Linked DNA regions of Mus musculus: region 1 is linked to region 2. The links are chromatin contacts, called in public Hi-C maps. All regions are on one chromosome and are shown on one strand. Each heading gives the region's core, a stretch centred on a gene start, on an enhancer-like site or on the middle of the called end of the contact. The rest is flanking DNA. Distances are from core to core; before and after follow the strand shown.

Evidence for each region. A called contact is a pair of places that touch in the nucleus more often than the background predicts.
Region 1: a Hi-C map of CD8 T cells shows a contact between it and region 2, with 2.0 times the contacts expected there. The contact joins two enhancer-like sites. A contact is called at or near these places in 1 of 15 datasets of contacts at CTCF or cohesin (large pre-B cells), 10 of 484 Hi-C or Micro-C datasets (B cells, CD8 T cells, the G1E-ER4 cell line and 6 more), 5 of 115 datasets of contacts at active chromatin or transcription factors (astrocytes, bone marrow-derived dendritic cells, bone marrow-derived macrophages and 2 more) and 4 of 9 other capture datasets (adipose tissue, embryonic stem cells, liver and 1 more).

What each region holds. Positions count from the first base shown.
Region 1 is chr2:70,961,894-70,966,438 of GRCm38.p6, reverse strand. It overlaps Mettl8 (methyltransferase like 8), which reads left to right. Exons shown (of 10, transcript NM_145524.3): 10 at 760-1,878. The coding sequence ends at 923. Among named protein-coding and RNA genes, the nearest start is that of Gm39843, 41 kb to the right of the region's middle. Within about 2 kb of position 1,773, at least 96 of the 459 cell types and tissues checked have an H3K27ac peak or open chromatin away from gene starts, as enhancers often do. A contact at or near this core is called in CD8 T cells, where this site is marked.
Region 2 is chr2:70,777,807-70,782,423 of GRCm38.p6, reverse strand. All of the region lies in intron 2 of Tlk1 (tousled-like kinase 1), which reads left to right. Among named protein-coding and RNA genes, the nearest start is that of Tlk1, 45 kb to the left of the region's middle. Within about 2 kb of position 2,598, at least 48 of the 459 cell types and tissues checked have an H3K27ac peak or open chromatin away from gene starts, as enhancers often do. A contact at or near this core is called in CD8 T cells, where this site is marked.

The DNA of each region.
Region 1 (4,545 bases), core at 524-3,023, 180 kb before region 2:
TCAGTCTCGCCTAGGGTAGGCGGTGAGCTGTGAAAACCCTCCTCAAGCGTCTGCTCACAGGGACACACTCAGGAGCTGTGAGCACGAGGCCACAGTGCTGATTAACACAAGTCTTCATGCCCCGGTACTCACAATAGTGCCACACAGAAGCATGCAATGGCCTTTTGCCCTTCAATATTTTTCCAGTTAAAACTGCCTTTAAAGAGTCGGTTGTTTCGCTCTTACCCTGGAGCGAAGGTACAGGGTGTAATTTGGGAGTTAGTGTTAGCCTGAATATGAAAGAAACTGATAAGATGCCACAGCCAGAGGAAAGAATTTTATTTTTAAAGGTCTATAGAAAATTCGATCTCAGTAGTCAATTTCTTGTCTTTAGTAAATACTTTTGACAGCACCAGGTGAACCGTGCGTTCAGGGATTTCTCCAAAGTTAATAGAGCCTTTTATAATATGTGATCTTGGATGATTTTAAGCAAAGGCTCAGAAAGGAGGCACATGTCAAAGTATGGAAAGCTGTAGCCACAGCTCGGCTCACAGTAACTTACCCTGATCAGGCTGACCCGTCCGTCCGTCAGCCTGTCTGTACTCGCAGTGTATGTGGGAATGAAGAGGCCCCACCTGGTGTTGTGGGTTTCCTTCACCCAGCTCTCTGCTTCTTGGTATAAGAGAATCGGATGAGCAGTCCTCCATGGTGTTCCATTGGGTCTCACCCCTCTCCCCCCCACCACATGCTATATCGTTGACTGCCACTCTTGTCTCAAAGGGGAAATCCGCCGTATGTTCTGCGAGGCTGGATTACACGAAAAGCAAAATCTGGTTGATCATCGCTTGCAAGTGAACAGGAAAAAGCAAGTGCAGATGCACCGAGTGTGGATTCAAGGAAAATTCCAGAAACCATCGCCCTGGACTCCACAGAGTGGAAATTAGCATTCACTGCATTCTCAGGACCGAACTATGTGTCATGTTAAAGTATGAACCCAGGGCCTGATACTGTTCAAAGACTTCTCTTCCAGAGATGAGCAGAAGAGCATCCGCAGCTCTGCTGGTCTGCTGTCAGTGCTCTCAGGACATTTTAAGAACAAGGATGTGACTTGAAAGAGTCTCCCACCCTCTGGGTTTCCAGAACTTGAAATGTATGTTTGGTTTTGTTTCATCTAACCATGTTCCCTTGAATTGTATGACTTTGAATTAAGAAGCGTATAGTTTTGAGAAATGTAACCCGTCCATGTTTTAGAAGTGGAAAAATGATCTACTTTATTGTTGAGTATGGTAAAGCAGTCAAACTGCCCTCTGCTGTCAGCCAGTAGCAGCGGCATAGTGTGCCTTGTTCTTGGGGGAACTCAGGATGAAGGGTTACTGTGTTTTGTTCTGTTCTTATCTATTTTCTCTCAAAACTCACCAACCACCACCACCACCACCACCACACACAAGTGTCTGAAATACAACCTTAGTTTCTCTTTCCAAAAAATGGGGAAGTGTGACCCTTGTTAACATCACTTCCGGGCTATTCTTAGATATGCAGATCATCTTTGAGACACTGTCTGTGCTGTGGTGGCCAGTTTTAATTGTCAACTTGACACACTCTAGAACCACCCAGGAAGAGTCTCAGATTGTCAGTTGTCTGTGAGATTGTCTTGATTGTATTAATTGATGTGGGAAGACTTGTCTACTGTGGGCAGTACCATTCCCTGGAGGTTGGACCCTGAACCAAGTAAGTGTGGGAAAAGGGAGCTGAGCACTGGCACACCAGTATTCATGCTCGCTCTTCTCCTGACCATGGGTGTAACCAGCTGCTTCAAGCTCCTGCCTCCTTGACTTCCTGCTGTAACTGGGTGGACTGTAGCTTGGAGTTGTGAGCTAAAATAAACCTTTTCTTCCAAAAGTTGCTTTTGTTGGAGTTTTGTTTTGTTTTGTTTTGTTTTGTTTTGTTTTTATGTGCATGGGGTTTGCCTGAATGCATGTCTGGGCACCACGTACATGCCTAGTACCTGCAGAGGCCATTGGTATCTCTGCCTGCAGAGAGCATCGGATCCCTACCTGAGTTATAGGTGTTTGTGAGCCTGTTGTATGACAGACTTTTCCTGAGAAGAGGCAATATACACTTGTCTACTCGCCCACAGTAGGGAGTCCATGACAGAACAAAGGATGGATACCACTAAAGTTCAATTTAGTGAACCAGTGAGTTTTATTAGGGTCATTTACAGGAATATGGATGAGGGGTTGCTTACAGGAGTAGAAATGACTCAAAGACAGCTGCATCACCAAAGTCAACCCCAGCATGGGTGACAGCTCACAAAAACTGGGAACCAGGAGCCCACTGCACAGCCTGCAGGCTGATTGGAGAGTGCCCTTTCCAGGTGCCTCAGTTCTAAGCCTCTTCCAGTAGCTCGGCTGGTCTCTGCTTCTTGGCATCTTGACTTGTCTGGAAGTGGTGTTTACTATTTATTCTGGGGAAGGAGGGGCCTAGTGAATTTAGTCAATTTTAGGGACTTCCTGCAGCTATTCTGAGTTATTTACTTTTTGTCTTAACTTTGAGAGCTAGACTGTTTCAATCTGGAAGGAAACCACTATACAACAGAGCTGTCATGTGGGGACTGGGTGTCTTCTTCTGGAAGAGCAGCCAGTCTTAACCCCTGAGCCATCTTGCCAGCCTCACTGTCAGGGTATTTTATCACTGCTAAACTAAAGCATTTATTCAATAAAATCCTCCTTAACCACTCGAAATGTATTTGTTTCCCTTGCTTCAGAAAGAAAATATGTTGGCTTGCTAATTGCCCATTGTAAAAAAACAGAGTCCCTAAAACAAGTCCCCCATTATATAGTGTTTACTGAATGCTTTCATTATATGTTATCGAAGTTTGGGTTCACAACTTGTGCCCCAAGTCAGGTCTGGTTACCCATCTTCAGTAAGCCAATTAAAAGAGCCAGACTAAAGTAGAAAATAGAAAAGGAGACTTATTCAGTGTGGACACATTGAAAAGATGGACAGAGAGATCAAGGGGACTCCCCCCAGGTTCAGTCTTTGGGGTTCTGAAGGTTTAAATAGAGACCTGAAGAAGCAGCCCTCTCAAGGTGTGGTCTCTGTAAGCCCTGATCTCAGAAAGAACAGATGAGGAAATAAATCAGTGGGAAGAAATGCATAGTCCTCTGAAAGCAGTGGTCTGGGAAAATAGAGATCCAAAAGTTTTTCCCTCCTTATTTGTTTGCTTGTTTGAAACAATCTAACTCACAGCCCCGGCTAGCCTCAGCACAGAGCAGAGATCCTGCAACCCTGGCCTTTAGACCTGATTCATGGTGCAGACTAGCCTCAGCACAGAGCAGAGATCCTGCAACCCTGGCCTTCAGATCTGACTCATAGCCAGGGTAGCCTCAGCACAGGGCAGTGATCCTGCTGCCCTGGCCTTCAGATCTGACTCATAGCCAGGGTAGCCTCAGCACAGGGTAGTGATCCTGCAGTGCTGGCCTCCAGGGGGTTCAGATTTCCAGGTGTGAGACTTTTTAATAAAATCACTTAGACTGTTTGGGGTTGTGTGTTTGTAACCCTTCAGAATTGAAGATATTCGAAAGAGATGCTGGTGTCTCTCAGTCTCACTGTCAGACTGTTGAAACAGTGGACCCCAAAGAAGTAAAGCTTTCACCCAGGAATCTCATGCTGGGAGACAGAAAGGGTACCAGCCAGAGGGGTACTTGTGTCCCAGAGAGAGATTCCACACAGTTCTAACAACTCCAGACCACCTCTAGGACAAGACTAAAGTCCAGCCAAGGGCCCAATGGTGGGCCCACACATCAATGACACTGCTTAGATGTGCCAGTCCTTGGCCCTCTATTTAAAATTTAATCTCATTCTTGAAGATTGAGGCCAACTTGGAGTTTCTCTGGGTCTCTGTCCCTCTTCCAGTGCAACCACACTAAGTGAGTCTTTACTGTTTTTCACTTCAATTTGGGACTTTGCTGTTTGGGTTGGTTTGGGACAGTGTCATACTCTGTAGCTCTGGCTGACCTGGAACTTGTTTTGTAGATCAAGCTGCCTTTGAACTCAGAGATCGACCTTCCTCTGCCTCTCCAGTGATGATATCAAAGGCATGTGCCACCACACCTACCTAGCAAGTTTGCCTCTTTTAATTGACTTACTGAGGACAATGGCCAGACCTGATTTGGGGCACAAATTGTAACCCCATAGTTTGAGAACAGGTTGACCTTGGGTCCTATTGGGACAAAACAGCTTAACTGATGGTATTTCCAGAGCAGACAGAGTCAGGCAAAGTGCCTAGGGAACGATCTTTAGGAAAACCGTTCAGTTCTTACTTCATCCTAGCACACAGGGCAGGTGTGTTCACTCCTGTATGGAGAGAACATCTGTGTGGGGAAATGGGACAGGATCAACCTTCTGGGAGGAGATGGGCTCAGACTAGTCCTTGACTCTCAAAGTATTCAAACTAGATCAGTCTGTACAGAAGTTAATGAGGGATGGTGCAGAGAGGTGGGGCAAGTCAGCTTGTAAACAGTAGCACTGTGAAGATGGGACTTCTCATCTTCAAACTAGAGCCAT
Region 2 (4,617 bases), core at 1,349-3,848:
TGATTAACTAATAATAACCTTCACCTCCAAGCTGATGATATCAGATGAGAATAAAAATCACAGTTGTATATTTCATATGTGTATGTGCATAGGGAATCCAGGGTCTTTCACATGGTAGTCTAGGGAATCCAGGGTCTTTCACATGGTAGTCGAGCTATCTACATTCAAGATATCTGCCCAGCATCCTCAGCATACATATTAAAGGACTTCGTGTGTAAGCTTTCATTTAATATTCCTGGTTTGCAGACAGAATTCTATACCTGCTTTAGATATCTTATAATTTTTCTAATAATAGCCAGAGTAGAATAGGCACAGCTGCGAACTTGTATGTATATATACTTGGTTTTGCCCATTTATCATCTAGTTCATGGGAGTTAATAGGGTTGTTAGAATATTTTGTTTTTTTTTTTTTTTTTTTTTTTTTTTTTTTTTTTTTTTTTTTTTTTTTTTTTTTTTTTTTTTTTTTAAAGATTTATTTATTTATTATATGTAAGTACACTGTAGCTGTCTTCAGACACTCCAGAAGAGGGCATCAGATCTCATTACGGGTGGTTGTGAGCCACCATGTGGTTGCTGGGATTTGAACTTTGGACCTTCGGAAGAGCAGTCGGGTGCTCTTACCCACTGAGCCATCTCACCAGCCCCCAGAATATTTTGTAAATTAAACCTTCATTTCAAAAAATTCTGTTAAAATATAAACGTGATGGATTCCTTTCCTTTCCTTTCCTTTCCTTTCCTTTCCTTTCCTTTCCTTTCCTTTCCTTTTGTTGTTTTTCTGAGATAGGATTTCTCTGTGTAGCCTTGGTTTTCCTGGAACTAGCTCTATAGATCAGGCTGACCTTGAACCCAGCACCTGCCTCTGCCTCCTGAGTGCTGGGATTAAAGGGCTGCACCTCTATGGCCAGCAGTGAACTAAAGACGTCTAAGGGAATGGGAGCATATGGCAGCGGGCTCTTGTTTTTATAGGTGCTGACTGAAACCTAAGCTGCTGAATTTACTGTTTGGAATTAATTGAAAACTAAGAATACAATAATAGATGAGTAATTTGCAGCTAGCAGAGCTAAGAACAGAATATCAATGCCTATTGAAATTGAGGATGGGAACCAAAGCCCAGTCCATTTTACAATTTTGTCTAGAACTAGTATTAGTCGAACTACCTGTTAGATGCTAAGATGAACAAGTCAACTTGTCTAAATTCATGATTTCGTTATCTTTTGTCCACTCCAGATTTTTTGCCAAACCATTTTGAAGTGATTTACATTTTATACTAGTTACTGGACTTTATTTGAAAAAAAAAGAGGCGAGTTTGCTGTTTATGGAAGGGAAAAGATTTTGTAGCTCGTGGGACAATTCACTGAATGGTTCTGAGGCTGAGAAAATGAGACTTGGACAAGGCAGGGCAACTTTGGCCAACAGAACTGTTTCCCTTCTGATTGTGGTGGTCTTAAGGGAAGCCAGCCCATGAAGCAACACCTTTCTCCTCCACCCCATGCTTATGTCTCTCTGAGAGCCTAAGCTCTCCATCTGTGGATCACCCCATGGTAAACCTCTGTCTCCAAAAATATTCACATTTGTGGGCCTGTGTACCAAAGGCTTTCCAAGGAGATCTCTGGCCCGGCCAGAGCAGCCCTGCACTGAGTCGGTTTGGGTTGGGCTGACAAGAGGCTGACTAGCCAGTGAGGAGTGTGGCGGAGCTTCAGGCAGAGCTTCGGGAGAGCAGACCTCTTCCTAAGTGTTACAGCTCTTAGGACAGAAGGCTTGGATGACCAAGTAGTTCTCTCATGCCTTTAATCCTTCCGGATAGGATTCTTATATACAGTTTTGGGGTGGGTAAGGGTCTGTCTGGCAGCAGGTACTTCTCATTGGTTTTGTCTGAGAGCTTTGGGGAAACCTTATTTGCATGTGGGAGGGCTCGGTGCGGCTCCTACATGACTGATGGCCACATACCTCTCTGTGGGGGGCTGGGGAGGCTGTAGCTACCTACTGATAGGAGCCAGGGACCCAGGAGGCATGGCAGAACACCTGCTGTCCCATGCAGGTGGAAATCACCCCCCACTGGGTCACTGGGGTTCCAGACTTTTGCTAGACTGGGGACCAGGTTGTCTGTGCACAGCCCACCACCCCACACACATTATGATCCATAACAGTAGCAAGATTACAGTTATGGAATCATGAAAATAATGTTATGATTGGGGGTGACCACAGCATGAGGAGCAGTGGTAAAGGGTCTGAGCATTAGGAAAGGTTGAGGCTGACTGTTTCTAGGGAAAGAGCTGATTGGCTTCGTTGCTGATTGCTTTTGGTTGTGTTTTCTCTTGTGTTTTTAGCTATAGGCATGGGTCAGGAGTGTGTATGAGAAGGCTCTTTACAGTGTCTGTAGTACACCAAAAATGTAAGGCAGCACAAAACAAATAACCTGATGCTTGCCTACTCAAAGTCCCAGTGGAGGTTGAGTACCTAAGATAGGAAGGGTTAATTGTGTTTGATATCATAAGACTTAAGTTTTGAATTAAAAATTTGAGACAGTGCTTTTTAGGGAGTCAATTTATATTAGATTAGCATGGTTAGATGGGGGCATCTATTGGTGAAGTACAGTACTGCATTCAGTTCTTCACCTCTGCCCCTGAGTTTTCATAGGGTCTGTGTAGCTGCATTTGGAGAACTTCTTACAGGGCCAAGTAGTTAATGTCATATGAATTCTGCCACAGTGCTTTACTTCATTCTGACATGGCACTCAAATAGCCATAGACCAACTGTCATTCAGTGTGTAGTTGGTTACATTCCAGCGAAACTTTGTTAAAATAGGTGATGGGTTAGAGTTTGATGTTCCCTTGTCTCCTGCAGATATTCCCAATAGGATTTTATGGGATAGAATGGCCTTTAATATTTTATGGTCTGATTTATGCTTATTAGCTACATAAGGACTCCTAACAAGTAATTTTCTATTTGTTTAATCTTAAGTGTGAGTGTGTGCATACTTGTGCTATGTGGCATGCCTGTGGGAAAGCCAGAGGATAACTTTGGGAGTTGATCTCTCTTTCTTATTTATTTATTCATTTATTTATTTATTTATTTATTATATGTAAGTACACTGTAGCTGCCTTCAGACACTCCAGAAGAGGGTGCCAGATCTTGCTACGGATGGTTGTGAGCCACCATGTGGTTGCTGGGAATTGAACTCAGGACCTTCAGAAGAGCAGTCAGTGCTCTTAACCGCTGAGCCATCTCTCCAGCCCCTTGATCTCTCTTTCTATCCAAGAAGACATAAAATGTGGAGGCATTTAAATGAAGAAGCAAATTCTTAAAATTTAGTTTTAGTAGTTTCGGCTTAAAAAATTGTACCTGCTAGTTATGATTCCTCAGAGATTATCAGTGAAAGCTTTACAGAATTACACATCAGTAGCTGTCATGGAAATGCAAATCAGAACTGTGATGGGATATTATCTTACCCTCATCAGAATGGCTATTCCAAAATAGCAGAAATAACATGCAGGCCATGATGGGAACAAAAAGAAAGTCTTAGTCACTGCCTGTGGGAATGCAAATTAGGGTGGCCATTATGTAAATCAGAGGAGATTCTTCAGAAAAACTAAGTCTATAGGATGAAATAGCTGTCTTGCTTCTAGAATATACCCAAGGGAAATGAAGTCAGTATATCAGAGATAAAAAAAAATACAAAGAAGTACTTTTCAATGATAAATGTGAAATCTCAGGGCTGGAGAGATTGCTCAGTGGTTAAGAACCCTAGCTACTCCACCAGAGGACCCAGGTTCAGTTCCTAGCACTTGGGCATGGCAGTTCACAATCTTGTATAACTCTAGTTCAAGAAGATCTGACACCATCTTCTGGTTCCCTTGAGGACTGCACACTTGGTACAAAACAAAGATATGCACTCACCACTCATCCACTTAAAATGAAAATAAATCTTAAAAAAAAAAGAGGACTGTTGATGGCTCAGTGGTTAAGAGAACTAGCTGCTTTTCCAGAGGACCTGGGTTGGATTCCCAGTACCCAAATGGTGGCTCACAGCTGCCTGTAACTCTAGTGTCAGAGAAACTGATGTTTTCTTCTGAACATTTTGGTGCACATACAATAAGCTGGCAGGCGCCATTTTAAAAGATAAAAACATTTGCCATTTGTGTCAAAACTGGCAGAACTAGAGGACACTGTTGGGTGAAATAAGCCAGGTGCAGAAGAACAAGTATTACACGCTCTGTGTTTTGTGGAAAGAACTACTTAGATATCTCAAGGTAAGATACTAAAGTAAGGGGAGAGGGAAGAGTAAAGGATGGACTGGGAAGGACTTGCAGCCATCTGTTCTGTGCTTTGTATGGAACTATGAGAAAGGAGCTGGAACAGGTGATCAGAGCTGGAAGTGATAACTACCCTGATTTAACTGGCATGTATTGAGTTACAGCGTTGTACCCATAAATATGTTACTTTAAGTAAAAACAAAATATGTAAGTGTCTTAGTCAGGGTTTCTATTCCTGCACAAACATGACTAAGAAGCAAGTTGGGGAGGAAAGGATTTATTCACCTTACACTTCCACATTGCTGTTCATCACCAAAGGAAGTCAGGACTGGAACTCAACCAGGTCAGAAAGCAGGAGCTGATG